2 separate regions of the Mus musculus genome follow, and region 1 is linked to region 2. A link is a contact called in public Micro-C data. All regions are on one chromosome and are shown on one strand. Each heading gives the region's core, a stretch centred on a gene start, on an enhancer-like site or on the middle of the called end of the contact. The rest is flanking DNA. Distances are from core to core; before and after follow the strand shown. Region 1 holds the start of Lrrn2 (leucine rich repeat protein 2, neuronal). Region 2 holds the start of Nuak2 (NUAK family, SNF1-like kinase, 2).

What was found. Hi-C and Micro-C count contacts between places; a contact is called where the count stands out from the background.
Region 1: a Micro-C map of embryonic stem cells shows a contact between it and region 2, with 2.8 times the contacts expected there. The contact joins the promoter of Lrrn2 here to the promoter of Nuak2 in region 2. A contact is called at or near these places in 1 of 39 promoter capture datasets (neural stem cells), 1 of 484 Hi-C or Micro-C datasets (embryonic stem cells) and 2 of 115 datasets of contacts at active chromatin or transcription factors (both in embryonic stem cells).

What each region holds. Positions count from the first base shown.
Region 1 is chr1:132,878,725-132,885,793 of GRCm38.p6, reverse strand. It overlaps Lrrn2 (leucine rich repeat protein 2, neuronal), which reads right to left and starts at 5,439. Exons shown (of 2, transcript NM_010732.4): 1 at 5,119-5,439.
Region 2 is chr1:132,313,628-132,320,061 of GRCm38.p6, reverse strand. It overlaps Nuak2 (NUAK family, SNF1-like kinase, 2), which reads right to left and starts at 3,937. Exons shown (of 7, transcript NM_028778.4): 1 at 3,590-3,937. The coding sequence starts at 3,832.

The DNA.
Region 1 (7,069 bases), core at 4,190-6,689, 560 kb before region 2:
GTTGTGTTTTGAGACAGGGTCTCACTGCATAGCTCTGGCTGTCCTAGACCAGAGACCTCTCTGTAGACCATGTTGGCCTCAAACTCAGAGAGCTGTGACCCTCTGCCTCCTGAGTGCTGCCAATGAAAAATGTGCACCACCACAGCCTGAATTATCAGATCCCTGGGGGTTGCACCTGTGGCTCATTGTCAGAGTGCTTACTTAGCATAGGAAAGATCCTAGGTTCGAATCCCTAGCACCACCAAGAAACAAACAACAAAAACAGGTTAATGGTATTGAATAGCACAACCTATGGGAGATAGAAGAAGGGGTCGAGGAGATTTTGAAGTTCTCTTTAGAGGGAAAGGTGACCACTGGCTTGGACAGAACAGGCATGGGGAATTTGTTCTTGTAGGAAGAAGTTAGCAAAGGGAGCAGGACTCAGGGTACCTCTAGGCCAATAACTGCTAAGTCCTGGGGGTGGTGAAGGGTTCAATCTCTCCCTCTTTTCACGGCTACTTTAGCAAGTCCAAGCCTCAATTATTCTGTGTTTCAATCAGGGACAGGAGAGCCGCCCAGCTAATAGGAGTATTTGGGGTCTAGTTGGGCAAGCACTTTGCATAGTGCCCGGCACACAGTGCTCAGTAGATTTGAGGTGCTATACTGTGTGTCATGACAAGTTGAGAGGTGGAAGCTGAGAAGCCATTTTGCCCCCAGGAACTCTCTGCATGCTCTTCATGTCGGAACTTGCTTCAAGTCCATCAAACGCTGAACAGCAGGGAAGATGTGGGTGGAAGAAACACATGGAGACAAACTGAATTCTAAAGCAGACCTGGTTAAACTCACCCCCTACAAGGCAACTCTCTAAGGCCAAAGCATCTCCCAGGTCCCCAGAAAGTACCAGAAGCCAGAGTACAAGGCCTTGGGTACAGCAGAATCTGGACACTGATGGCTTAGACACAGGTGGGGAGTCAAGGTCATGCAACCACACCCAGCAGGACTGCACCAGGCCCCCTTGCTTAGAAGCTCACTCTTTTAGACCAAGGGGTGTGGGGCTGTTCTGGGAAGCTAGCCAGCCCCACTAGAAGCTCAGCTCCTAGCATCAGGAACAAAAAGGCTGAAGAGGGCCACTAAGTGGTGTTAGTGATGTCCATAAAGGACAACACATACACTCCTCGGTGCCTTTTCATATACAATTCCTGTGCCCCAGATACCTTCAGCACCACTGTCCCGAGGCTCTCCACTTCTGCTACCTGGCCCCCTTTCTGGCCTTGCCCTAAATATCAACTGCGTCAGCAAGTTTTTTTCTAGTCTAAAGACACGAGAACCTTCTTCTATTCAGCCCTAGACTATATAACACCGACTCCTTGCTAATAATAACAACAACTTATATAGAACTTACTATATTCCAGACACTCCTCTGGACTCCTTGGCCTGTATTCCCTCCTCTTATGAAGTAGGTGCTATTATCATACCAGTTATATATAGATAGAGAAACTGAGGCTCAGAGAGGGTAGATGAGTTTCCCAGTGTCTCCCAGCAACAAGTGGGGCAGCCTAGGTAGAACTTGGGTGGATGGCTCCAGAATCTTTTTTTACCCTTACTGTGAGCTCCCTGAGGGCAGAGACGATGGCTGATTCATCTGTTTCTGCACAGAGTAGGTGCTTTAGGGAAGATGAATTGACTGAACAAGCCCAGATGAGAGAAATTCCACGCCTTCCATTAGCCTAGAGACAGCTACACTATTTAGGAAATCTAAGACACAGTTTCCTTTCTGGCCCGGCCTCTCACACACTTCTGCAGCAGAACCTGTCTTGCTATGGCTGTTTTTCTTCCTGAGCCCGTGTTTGTTTTCAAGTCACCCTCTCTCACTGTCTTCTTCCTATTTGTGTCCCCATAGCCGGTCCCTCTTCCACCTTCAACCACTGACCTTGTCCCGGCCTGCAGTCCTTGCAGGCACCCAAGCTACCCACTCTCAGTCTCTATCTCTGGGCTTTTGTGGCAGTGAAGGTTTAGCTGAGGAGGCCAAGAACAGGAGCCACACAGACTCAGGAGGCGGACTACCGATGACCACCGATGATCACTGATGATGCTCCAACACTGGCCTCAGATAAACACAGCAATAACCTCCTTGCTCTTCACCCCAATAAAGGTGGAGATGGAGGGTGAGTGCCTGCTACCTACTTCTGTAGGTCAGAAGGATTCTCTGCCCTCCCTGTGTCTTCTGCAATGCCCTCACTCCTATAGGAAGCCTTCCTGGATCACATGAGAAGGTTTATTCATGCAACCATTCAGCAAATATAGTCTGTATTCTAAGTGGAGAGACAAGACACACCCCTGAAAAGCTAGGGCGAATGTGGGCTCCCTTGCTACTGTAGAATTTAGCAGATGTCGTAAGTATCATAAGAGGCTACTGTACTGCAGCAGTGGTTTCAGAGACCATGGAGCACCAAGTGGTCCATTTTCTCTAGGGCCCAGACTCCCCAGCTAGAAAGCAGAGACTAGGATGCAGCCCTTTAGAAGGACTGAATATGATGATTTCTGGAAAGCTCTTCACATAGCCTAGTGCAGAGCAGCTGCTCCTTAAACTGTCTTTAATTCCTTTCTTGTGCAAACCACTGACTTCTGCATAGTCCTGGCCTCCAAGATAGATGATGATATACAAACCACTTCATCCTTTCAGGTTAGAAACGACTTAATGATAGATACATCATAGATAGGAAGCGATGGAGATACGTTGTATATAGGGAGCGATAGAGATGGAATGTTAAGGGCCATTCTGTGATTATGATGCTAATTTGCTGGGGTTATTAATACTCCTCATTTCCCTCCACCACACCTTTGAAAGAAACTGGTGGGCATGGAACTAAATAACTATCAAGTTCAAATACAAGTTCAGCTCTGCCTACGAGGTTTGTCTATTACTTGTAACCTCCACACTTAAGACAGTCACATAGTAGGTGTTTAGTAAGTAGTTGATGGACAAATAAGTTTTACAAAAGCAAGGAGTTTCCTCCTTCCCTTCAAATAAAAGAAACAAGGGGGTAGAGAGGAGGAGGGGGAGGAGCAAGTGAGTGAATGGTAGGGCAAAGGGAAACAAGGAAATTCAGGTGCCAGACCTGTCAGCCTGGTCCTCTCTGCAAAGGGGATGTGCCAGGGACAGTGGTACCTGTGCACCCACTGTCAAGAGGCTGTCAAGAGGCTGTCAAGAGGCGAAGAAGCCATTGTGTGCCTGGCTTGTGGTTTAAGCTGCATTTTACAGAAAGATAAAGGTGGAGGTAGAAACCTGGAGGAGAGGAAGGAAGGTAAACTTGGAGGATGGTCGGGAGAGGATGAGCAGTGTAGTGTGAGAGCAAAGGGAGAGGGAGAGGTGCTTCAGGAGGAGGGAAAAGGAAAGGAGGGACGGGGCAGATGTGGGCAGTTAGGAAGTATTCTGCTGGCCTAGCTTAGCTCAATGAGGCCCCAATCTCTCAGTTCTTATTGCCATTCCATGTCTCCGGCAGGGTAAGCTCTGGCAGGAGATCTGGTTTGGGGGGTGCTTCTAGGTGCCAGACTCTGGGAATGGTTAAAATCCCTGAGGTGCCAGAGAGTTTTTCAACTCGACCCTTTCCAAATAACATTCTGCCCTAGGCCCCAGGCCCCCTAAACAGGCAGCAGGCAACATCTGAGGCAGTCCAGGGATGGAAGAAGGCCAGAGAGGCACAGACCCCGAGCTGTGCTTCTCCCTTCCGCTTCTTCACAACGTCTCCTGGCCAGGAAAGTGGGTCAAGCCACCACAAGGTAGGCAGAAGACCCATTGGCCAGGGAGCCTTCGCATTGTGCACACAGCCCTGGTCCTCCCTGCTCTTTGGAGGACTGTTCAAGGAGCCCAGCGGCCACTGACAGGAGGTTGCTCGCTTCTCCCTCAGAAAGAGAATACTGTCCAGAGTGATGGCGAGGCTCATGAAGCCTGTCAATCATTCTGGATAAGTAAGGACGGGTAGATATTTGCTCCTGGGTCCCCTAGATAATGGTGAAGACGCTGGCAAAAGGCCACTCCTGTTGTCCTGACCTGGCTGCTCTCTCCAGTGCCCTCCTGCCTCCTGGGGTCTTCAAGCAGACGGCAGCCAGTCCATCTCTGGCAACCAGCGGCAGCCAGCGCTGTGCCCAGCCCACCCTCCTCCAAGCCCTGCCAGTCGCCCAATTAGAAGCTGCGTTGGCTTCAACAGATGGGAGCTGCGGCAGCCTGAGGAACAGAGCACAAAGCCCAGCTGACATTTTCCTTCCTGTTCATTTGGTGGGGGAGGAAGGGCAGGGGCAGCCGGGAGCATTGCAACACCCTGCTAGGGCCCACCCCCGGGGTCCAGTTCTCTCCTTCAGCGGCTCAGTTCAGCTGCCTCACCCCGCCGCTCGAGGATCTTGGCTGGCTGGGCAGTCTGCGCCCGCACAACCCTGTCATGCCAGCAGGACAGACGGCCCACCTGTGGCTGGCCAGCCCAGCCTGTCCCTGGCATGATGCGGTGGCCTCAGAGCTGCTTTAAACCGCACAGCGCCCAGGCTTAGCCCGGCCGACCCCTCCCCCACCCAAAAGTCCCATCTTAGACTGCAGTCAGACCCTAGTCTCCCGCCCGGGAGGAGCCTGACTCTCGGTGCCAGATACTTTGTACAGACCCAACCAAGGCCACCCTGTCTTTTTTGCACGGCCACCACCCGAGCTCCCAGGAAGGGAAAGTCCCCTAGGCTCTAGTGCGCTTCCATCCTGCGAGTTCTCCTCTGTCACGCCCTCTCTAACCCCGGGGCCACCTCTTTGGCTCCTCTGCATCTCCAGGGCTCCCCGCTACCCAGCAACAGTTTGAGGGGTTGGGGCCTCTCCCAGTTGGTTCAGGCCCCGACCCTCTCCCCCGCAGCTCCGGTCCAGCCAGCGCAGCGGCCACCTCCTTTGCATTCTCTAGCTCTCCTTCCTTCGCCCCTCCCGGCCTTCTCCCCAAATCACCAGCTCTCCTGCAGGCATCTCGGCGACCGCCGCGGTCGCGGCCGCGCTCCCCTCCCCCATCGGGTCATCAAAGCCCGGGCCGCGGGGACAGGATCTCGGCGACCCTCAAGGCCAAGCCAGCGTCCTCGGAGTCCACAGTCCCGGCCGCCAGGGAGCCGCACACTCACCGCGCGGGCGCTGTCCTATGTCCGTCACTCGCCTCCCGGCTGGGATCGCTGCTCCACGGCGCGCTGCTACCCAGGCCCGGGAGGCTCGCCGGGCGCCTTCCCCAACCTACACTTGTCCTGGGAGTGGTCTCAACGCTGAGCCTGCGAGGGCGTCAGCAGAATGACAGTGTCCCCAATCCTGCGCGCCGCGGCTGGAGGTTGGCGGCCAGGGCCGGCGCTCCCGGAGCGCCGCGCGTCTGCGGAGCACGGAGCAGGCCCGCGGCGCCCGGCGCCCCCGCCGCGCCTCCTCCCTCCTGGCTGCTCGCGCTCGTCCTCCTCACTAGCTGCTCCGCCGCGCTCCCAACCTCCCTAGCCCACTCCGGTCGCCTCCTCCCTGTCTGCTTGCCACGCCAACCCCCTCCAGTCCCGCTGCCATTTTAACTCCTGAGTGGCCAGAAGCCCCTTCTGCCTCACTTGCACACATCCCAGAGGAAGGAGTTGGGTGGGGCCCGATGCTGTAGTTTGAGCGGTCCTTCTGCATCAAGACCCAAGGCTTATGGAAGAGAGGGAGAAGGGCATAGCGCTTGGGGGTCAGGGGAGAAATAAGTGGCATTGCTGATGCTCCCTCCCACTCTCTTGCAAAAGCCAAGAGAACAGATGGGAAATTCAGCTTGTAGGACAGGTGTGGCTCATAGGCACCGCTTAAGGCTGTGACCACATTTTTGCACGGTACTACCCTCCCCAAGTTAACGGTGGACAGGACAAAAGCCGTGGGCGAGTTTGTCCATGGGCACTGGCGGCTCTTCTGTAGCCTTTTCAGTACTGCTTCCAGTCTCCTGGCACATGGTTAGTCTCAGAGGGATTAAGGGAGGCGCTGACAGGTCTACACAGGGACTTGGCCGCAGGGTTCTACACCTGCAGGCTGGTCATCGTGAAGCCATGAAACTAGGAGGTAAAGCAGGACCCAGAAAATGGGTGCTGGGCTACTGCTTGGTGGCTCAGAAAATTGGGGTCACCAGCACACATTGGGGCTTACTTGAAGAGTAGGTCTGCTGCAGTGAAGGCTTCAGGCCCAAGTCTTTGAGAGGCCTTCAGTGTGGCCCACTAAGAATAGGTACCAGAGCTAAGCTTCATAGCACGCCACACCCAATCAGAGCCTGGAAAGTCAAGATGAGAGAAGATGGGGCTCAAGGTGTAGGGACTTCTGCAAGTCGGGGCTTCTTTAGGGGGCCATTCTTCATGACTGGCTTTAGATTAGTGTCCCTGGCCAGACACAGGGCTTCTGGGTTCTGTTTATTCTAAGAATACAACCAGCAGTGACAGCCATGCCTACAGCCTTGTCGAGTGGACTTGGAAGTTCTGTGTTCTGTATAGACAGAGTTGGCCCCTTAATCCTTCCAGTAAGCACATACTAAATACCAGCAGAACTACTCGCTGGTCTCCACCCGCCACCCCTGCTGTGGGATATAATGGCCCTCGGGAGCCGAGAAGGACGGGGTGGAAGTACTTGAAACAAATTTTAGCATTTCAAGGCAATGGAAGGTGCCATAGAAACACAGATTGAAAACGCTGTTCTGGGCTCTGGTTATTCATGGGAGGTTTTATAGAGGAGCCGAGCTTCCAGCTGAGCCCAGCTGGACCGATAGGATTTAAACTGGCAGAGAAAATGGGGACTAGCAAGGCAGGAAAGTTGAGGCAAGCAAAATAGAATAGGTTGTCTGGAAGGTGGGGGCTGGGAGTGGGGGACCAGGCAGTGGAGGAGAGCTAGAGATGAACTAAGAGACACCAAGCCTTTTCACACAGCTCTGTATCAGGCTGACATACGTCCCCATTTAACAGCCCAGCAAATGGAGGCTGGGAGCGGATGGAATTCAGGTCGTCATCCTGGCAGCACTCTTGCACGGGTAGTATGACCTCAGTTATGCAGAGTGGGAGAGCCTGAGACCAAGATCTAGAAACTCATCTGTGGCCC
Region 2 (6,434 bases), core at 2,688-5,187:
CTGCCCTGCCCCCCATCTCTGGAGAAGGGACTGCCCGTATCTTGCCATGGGCCACATTGTGTGTGCCACTCCTTCCACTTAAAACATGCCCACTCTTTGCCAACACCCTGAGGAGTTAGTTGGTACTGAGGCTCCATGGGTAAATAACTCCTCTCTCCCAGAGCTCGGATTAGAAATGATCTGCATTCAAGTGATCAGAAAGCTTTAGAAAGAAAAAGAAGGGAAGGGGGTGGGGAGGGCAGAGATGCTAGTTCTGGTTGCTGGGAGAGATGGCCCAAGTTGGGCACCTCTGGTCACAGCCAAGATCCTTGACTCGTTTGTGCCCTTTCATGGGAAGCAGGCAAGGTGCTGGATGATGACCCACTTAGATAGTGCAGGAGAGGTTAGGTTAGGCAGTCCTGGCTGAGCAGCGGGGATGTACCACCTTACCAAGAGCCAGACGGGAATCAGGAAGAAGCTGTGCAGGTAACCTGAGCCATCTCCCCAAGTCCCATCGAATGCCACCTCCTCCCTGCCTCCTCCTAGCCCACTCTGCCAGGTTCCTGAGCAAGGAGCTTCTCTGCCCAGCCCTTTTGTGTGGTTTGGCTGGAGCCCAAGGACAAGAGTCGCCTGCAGCCTCCCTCCCTGCTGCTGAGCAGGCAGGTGCAGGAGGAGCTGGGAGGGCAGCATCTTGCCCAACAAGCCTTTGGCGGCTGGCCAACCGGAGTCCTTCTCTGAAGTTGGCTGAATGAGAGATGAGGGCTTTGAACAAAGCAGAGACCATAGTGATTCAACTCAAGAAGACTGAGCCCAGTCCATGCTTCTTATTGAGGCAGGAGAGGACCAGGGTAAGAGAGTTCCCTAGGTCAAAGTCACCCTTACTGGGACAATAAGCCACATGTGTCTGAGACACTGCTAGGATTTTACAGATATTATTTTATTTAATCCTAGGGAAACCCACTACATTATAATCTGCATTTTACACAGAGGGGACTCTAGAGAGGTAACGCATCCGGCAAGCAATAGGAAGCACAATTGGACACTTTGCAGGAATATAGTATCGTTCCTGCACCCAGGATCCTTCAGCAAAGAATGGGGGTTCCCAGTGCCGTCTCCCACTCTAAACATTGCCTGCAGTGCTGGGAGGGCAGCTGGAGCTAGCCGATGGGATGACAAAGCACTCAGAGGCAAGCCCGGGCTCATCTCAAAATTAACTTCCAGACCAAGACTCAGCACTTGGTCATCCAAAGCTTATGGTGGACAAGTCTGGAGGTTTTGCTGCAGGTCTGCCATTGCCCAGCCAGAAGACAAGTCACTTCCCCTCTCTGGGCCTCAGTTCCCTCATCTGCCAATGAAGGAAGCAGCTTGTCTCCGTCGTTTCTCAATCTTCTGTAGCCCACTGAGCAATTGGAAATGTAAAAGGAACAGAAGCAATGTGACCCCACAGAACTACCCACATGGGTGCCCTTCTGGCCCCCTTAGTGGTGACTGAGTCATCCATGCAGATCAGACCAATGGCTTCGGTGAGACCCGGGCATGTGTTTTTCTCTTTAGGGGTTGGTCAGGGGAGCTAGGAGACTCACAGGAGGAAATGTCATTTCGATACCAGGAATGTGTCTGAGATCCAGAGCAAATATTTGTTTTTCCTCTGATGCCCTCCTGGAGCAGCCATTAGTCCGTGTGTCCCCCCCCCCCCCCACACACACACCTGTCCCTCCCTTCAGATAATCCCATGGGACCCTGCTTAACTATCTCTATAAGGAGAATGGGAAGCAAGCTGCAAATGTGGTGAGAAATTCCTGGCAGCAGGAGGCTTTCCTGGGAACCACCAACAGCCCCAGCTCCTCAGGGCAAGGCCTAAGCAGCGCCATGTCCTTCTCCCCCACTGAAGTATCAGAAGTATAGGTCTCTTTAGGGAAAGCAGTTAAGATGTAGGGGTGGGTGGGTGGAGATGAGGGCACTGCTCCAGGATTGAGAAATCATTAGCACAGCGGAGAGCTGCTTTCCAAGAAAGGGGGGGGGGGGGGCTAAGCAAACTCTTAACAGCAATCCTGGGTGGTCCTGCTGGGGAGTTTCAGAGCAGGATCTCCACATTTGCTGATCTTGGCTCCTTGCATGCAGCAAGACATGGGAACCTGAGAGCTCCTTTTGATTTTCTCTGTTCTGATGCAAGAGTCATTGATTTACTTCACTTCAAAATCAAATGTGATCTCTCTCTGTCTCTCTCTCTCTGTCTTTCTCTGTCTCTCTTTCTCTGTGTGTGTGTCAATCAAGAGCTGATGTGAACTCTGAACTTTGATCTCAGTTTCTCAGACACTCTAGCTCCCTCAATCCACTCTTCCTACAACAAGCGACATAGCACACAAGCCACTATTAGCCACTATTTCCTAGCTAAGCCCCCAGACAAAGCCTGGGCCCTGAAGTCTCAAGGCTTAAGCCTCTGAGGCCCTGGCACTTTATAGAAAGAGAAAGAAAAGAAAGCCCGGAAGTACACGATTGCCCAATAACTGTAACCTGGCAGCGGGCAACTGGGGACTGTGCCAGGCCTTAGCAGGAAAAACATACTTGCTCCTATTGATGGGGTTATAATCCACTCCTTTCTCCAACATCCACTCTCCTTCACCAATGAAATGACTTCTTGAATTTCAAACCAGCTACTGGCTGCAAAAGCAAACAATTAGGGGAGGGGACCATTCCCATAGTCAATAGGGCAAATGATGGCTGTACATACACACCCCCTTACAAACAGCATCCACTGGACCTGCCAAATGTTCTCCCTAAACCACCTGCTCTGAGCCTTGCGAAAATGTGAATTATAGACCTTTTATAAAATAGTTCCCTTGGTGGAAAATGAGAGACTGCACATTTTAAACAAGTAGCCAGCTAATACTCAGGCCCACTGAACTAGAGTGGAAGAAACATTGTTGTGTAACTTTTGGTAAATTTGCTGTCCTTCCAAGGGGAGGTTTCCAGATAGGAGTATTCATTCTCAACACAGGATCTGTGATCAGGGCTCAAGTGCATTCACATTTATATCTTATTTTTTCCAAGCAGCTTGTGAGACAGGCTGTGTTCTCTCTATTTTTGCAGAAGGGGAAACAGAAAACAGAGATGGAGGAACTTGCTCAGAGTTACGGATTATTATTACGATTACACATGCGTAAATCAAAAGGGCAAGTTCCCCAAAGGCCTCACATCCAAAGATGTGGCTGGAGTGCTGGGAGTGGACCTGACATTTGGGCCTGCTTTTACATTTCCCAGAATAAAAACCTATCCCAACCAAACTTAGCTTCATTTCGGCTGGAAAGGCCCCAAAGTGTCAAGTCAGAGTTAAAGATCTCCACACCTCATCCATCTACTAAGAACTGGTGCTTTCAACTTCCTCCTTCCATTCTACTCTGTTGACGTTTGTTCCCGTCAAAATTCAAGTTAAGCTCCGTCTTCTCAAACTACAGGCATCTAGTGAAGCTAAGGTTCAGGACAGATGAGCACTGTCCTGAAAACCACGGACAGACACATCTAAAATGCGCGCGCCTGGCAACGCAGCCGAGGACACCGCAAGGGACGCGCTGTGAGCTCCCGAGAGCCGGGAGCCGCGAGGGACACTCACCAGACGCCCCGAGCTCTCTCGTGCCTTCTTCACCTTCCCGTAGGTGCCCTTGCCCAGCGTCTCCAGGAACTCGTAGCGGTGCCGCAGGTTGTGTTTGTGATGGTGCCGCTTCACCGCCTGCTTCTTCATCAGAGGTTTAGGCGACTTGATGAGCCCGTCCGCCAGCGGCCGGGCGCTCTCCGAGGCCAGGGCGGAGGCCGAGGGAGCCTGGCTCGGGCGCTGGAGTAAGGCCACCGACTCCATGGTGCGGGGACCGCGAGGTGGAGTGGGTCGGGCAGCAGTAGCAGCGCGCGCTGAGCCGCGGGCTCAGAGGTCACAGCCGCACCCGAGCACGCTAGAAAGCCCCGCGTTCCGAATTGCTATAAAACGTTTCGAGGGGGAATGTCCTGACCACGCCCCTGCGTCCCATTGGCCGACTTGCCGGCGGCTCGTGACCAAAACCTCTCGCATTGGTTCACCCTCTCCTGCCCCGTTCCTCCCCTTGGCTAGGCGCGGAAAGGTGTGAATGGGGCCCCGCCCACTTGGACCCGAGGCCCAGGAATGCGAGAATGGAGGCAGAGCCGAATTAATACCGAAGTGCCAGTCTTTAGGATTGAAGGCTCTCTGAATTGCTTTAGTCTCTGAATGACGCCAACCTTGTGCTATTGTGCTGTGTTCTCGGTTGGCAAGGGACAATCTAAGGGCACTAGAAAGTCCCGAAGTATTTCTCCACATGCAGTAAATTGTTTCTTCCAAGCTCAAAATCTGAAAAGCCTTTTGATAACTTCTTGAGGTCCATAAAGGAGAAAGTGAATAGGGAGATGGAATGGGTTGGAGACTGACGCCAGCTAAGCACTGGTAGAGAGCTGTCCTGACTCCATGTTCACTCTGCTTGGATTCCACCAACCTTAATTGGATTCTGGAATCCAACAGGCCTGGGAAATCCTTACTTTGTAGGGTTGCGTGGATTCCCTCAAGATGTGGTGGCCTTGTGGATCTCCATAAATTGTGAAAAAAGCACATCACATTCCAAGGACTTACATCCACGAGCTCCTAAATCTGTAAGGAGTGTCTTGGTCCCAGGGTTTCCTCCCAGTGGATTTTTTTTTTTTTTCAAAAGAGCAGGAGGTTGGGCATAAGATTTGGCTGCATTTAAGGGGCCTGGAAGGCTATGTCCAGACCCCCCTTTCCGATGTAGAAAGTGAGTTTACTTCTGCCACACAGCTGGCAAGAAAGCCTGGAATTCAGATACTGGCCTATAGGGAAAGAGTACAGGACAAGAGGACTTCCCTAATTCTAGCTATTCCGGGCAGGCATCCCTCCCTCATCTGCAGGACCTCATCTCTAGCTGTATCTTTAGGACTTGGCAGAGGATCAAAGAGGACTACGTCCTCAATTATCAAATTAAAAAAAAAACTACTCTCTGCCCATTTTCCTACTTCTGTTTGCCCTTTGAATCTTTTCAGAGGGAATAACTGGTATCTCCTTGTCTTGGAGCTCTCTGTAGCCAGAGACCATCCACCGGGAATCAGCCTTCTCTAAGTTCGGACGGTCCATGGAAACTGTATAGCTAGTTTAGTGCCCTATCTTCTGCCAGCTTGCCTCTCCACTCTGAGTAGTCTGTGAAAATAGAAAAGGCTCAACCAGTCTGCTCTCTGTGCGCCCTGTCTGTCAGTTCCTGGGGTCTGTCCAGGCAGAGTAGGACAATGAAAAGCATGTGTCAGAGGAGCAGGCTCAGGGATGGGAGACCTGGGTTCTAGACCTGACTGACATGAAAAGAGGAGGGAGCCCCTAGCCAAGATGAGAGGAGGATAGTTTGGGGTTGCTTTCTAAAGATAGGGCTTTTAAAGCTTACTAGAAGACCCATGTCTGTTAGCTAGCTGTATCAACATTTCCTCATAAGATGAAGACTTTTTTTCAGAGGAGCCCAAGGTTTCCTTTAAGACTCAATCTAGACATTTATCACTATTCCTAAACACCCCCAATACCCAGGGCACTGCTGAACAGATAAAGGTGCACAGTGGATTCATACAGACCAGATGGATGGATGGACACAGGAGGCAAACAAACAGACCTGCAGGCAGAGGAGTGAGCCATCAGAACCATGGAGAGAACTGAGAGATGGCTCAGCAGGTAAGGGCACTGACTGATCTTCCAAAGGACCAGGATTTCATCCCCGGCACCCACAAGATGACCCACAAAGAGCCATAACTCCAGTACCAGGGGTTCTGGCCCCCTCTTCTGATCTCCAACGACATCAAGCATGTATCTTCTGCACAGAAATGCATACTGGCATAAGGCTGTACATATGAAATAAATTAACAACAATTGTTTACAGAACTACTGATTAGAACAACCAAGTGCCAGAACTAACTTTCATTCTGTGTAGGGAGGACCTGGGATGTGGCTCAGTGACTTAAAGATTGGGCTTAGCTCTTTGGAGGATTTGTTAGGACGTTTAAGCTGAGCTGAGTCACCCTCATTCAGTTTGTCTGCCTCACGCTCTAGTCTTAGGAGGAAGCACTTCTTCTAACCCTTGCACCCAGTCACCAACTACTTAGCCCAATGATTCTCAACCTTCCTAATCCCTTGACCCTTTAATGCAATTCCTTGTATTGTCGTGACCTCCCAACCATAAAATTATCTTTGTTGCTACTTCATAACTGCAATTTTGCTACTGTTATGAATTGTAATGTAAATATCTGATACGGGGGCTCTCTGATATGTGACTTCTGAGAAAAGGCCCTGCAATTCTAAAGAGGTCATGACCCACAGGTTGGGAACCAAGGATTTAAAGACTCTTGTGGAAAATGAGCCTTCTGTGCAGTCACCGGGAATAAGTATCCATTCCTGAACTCCTGAACTC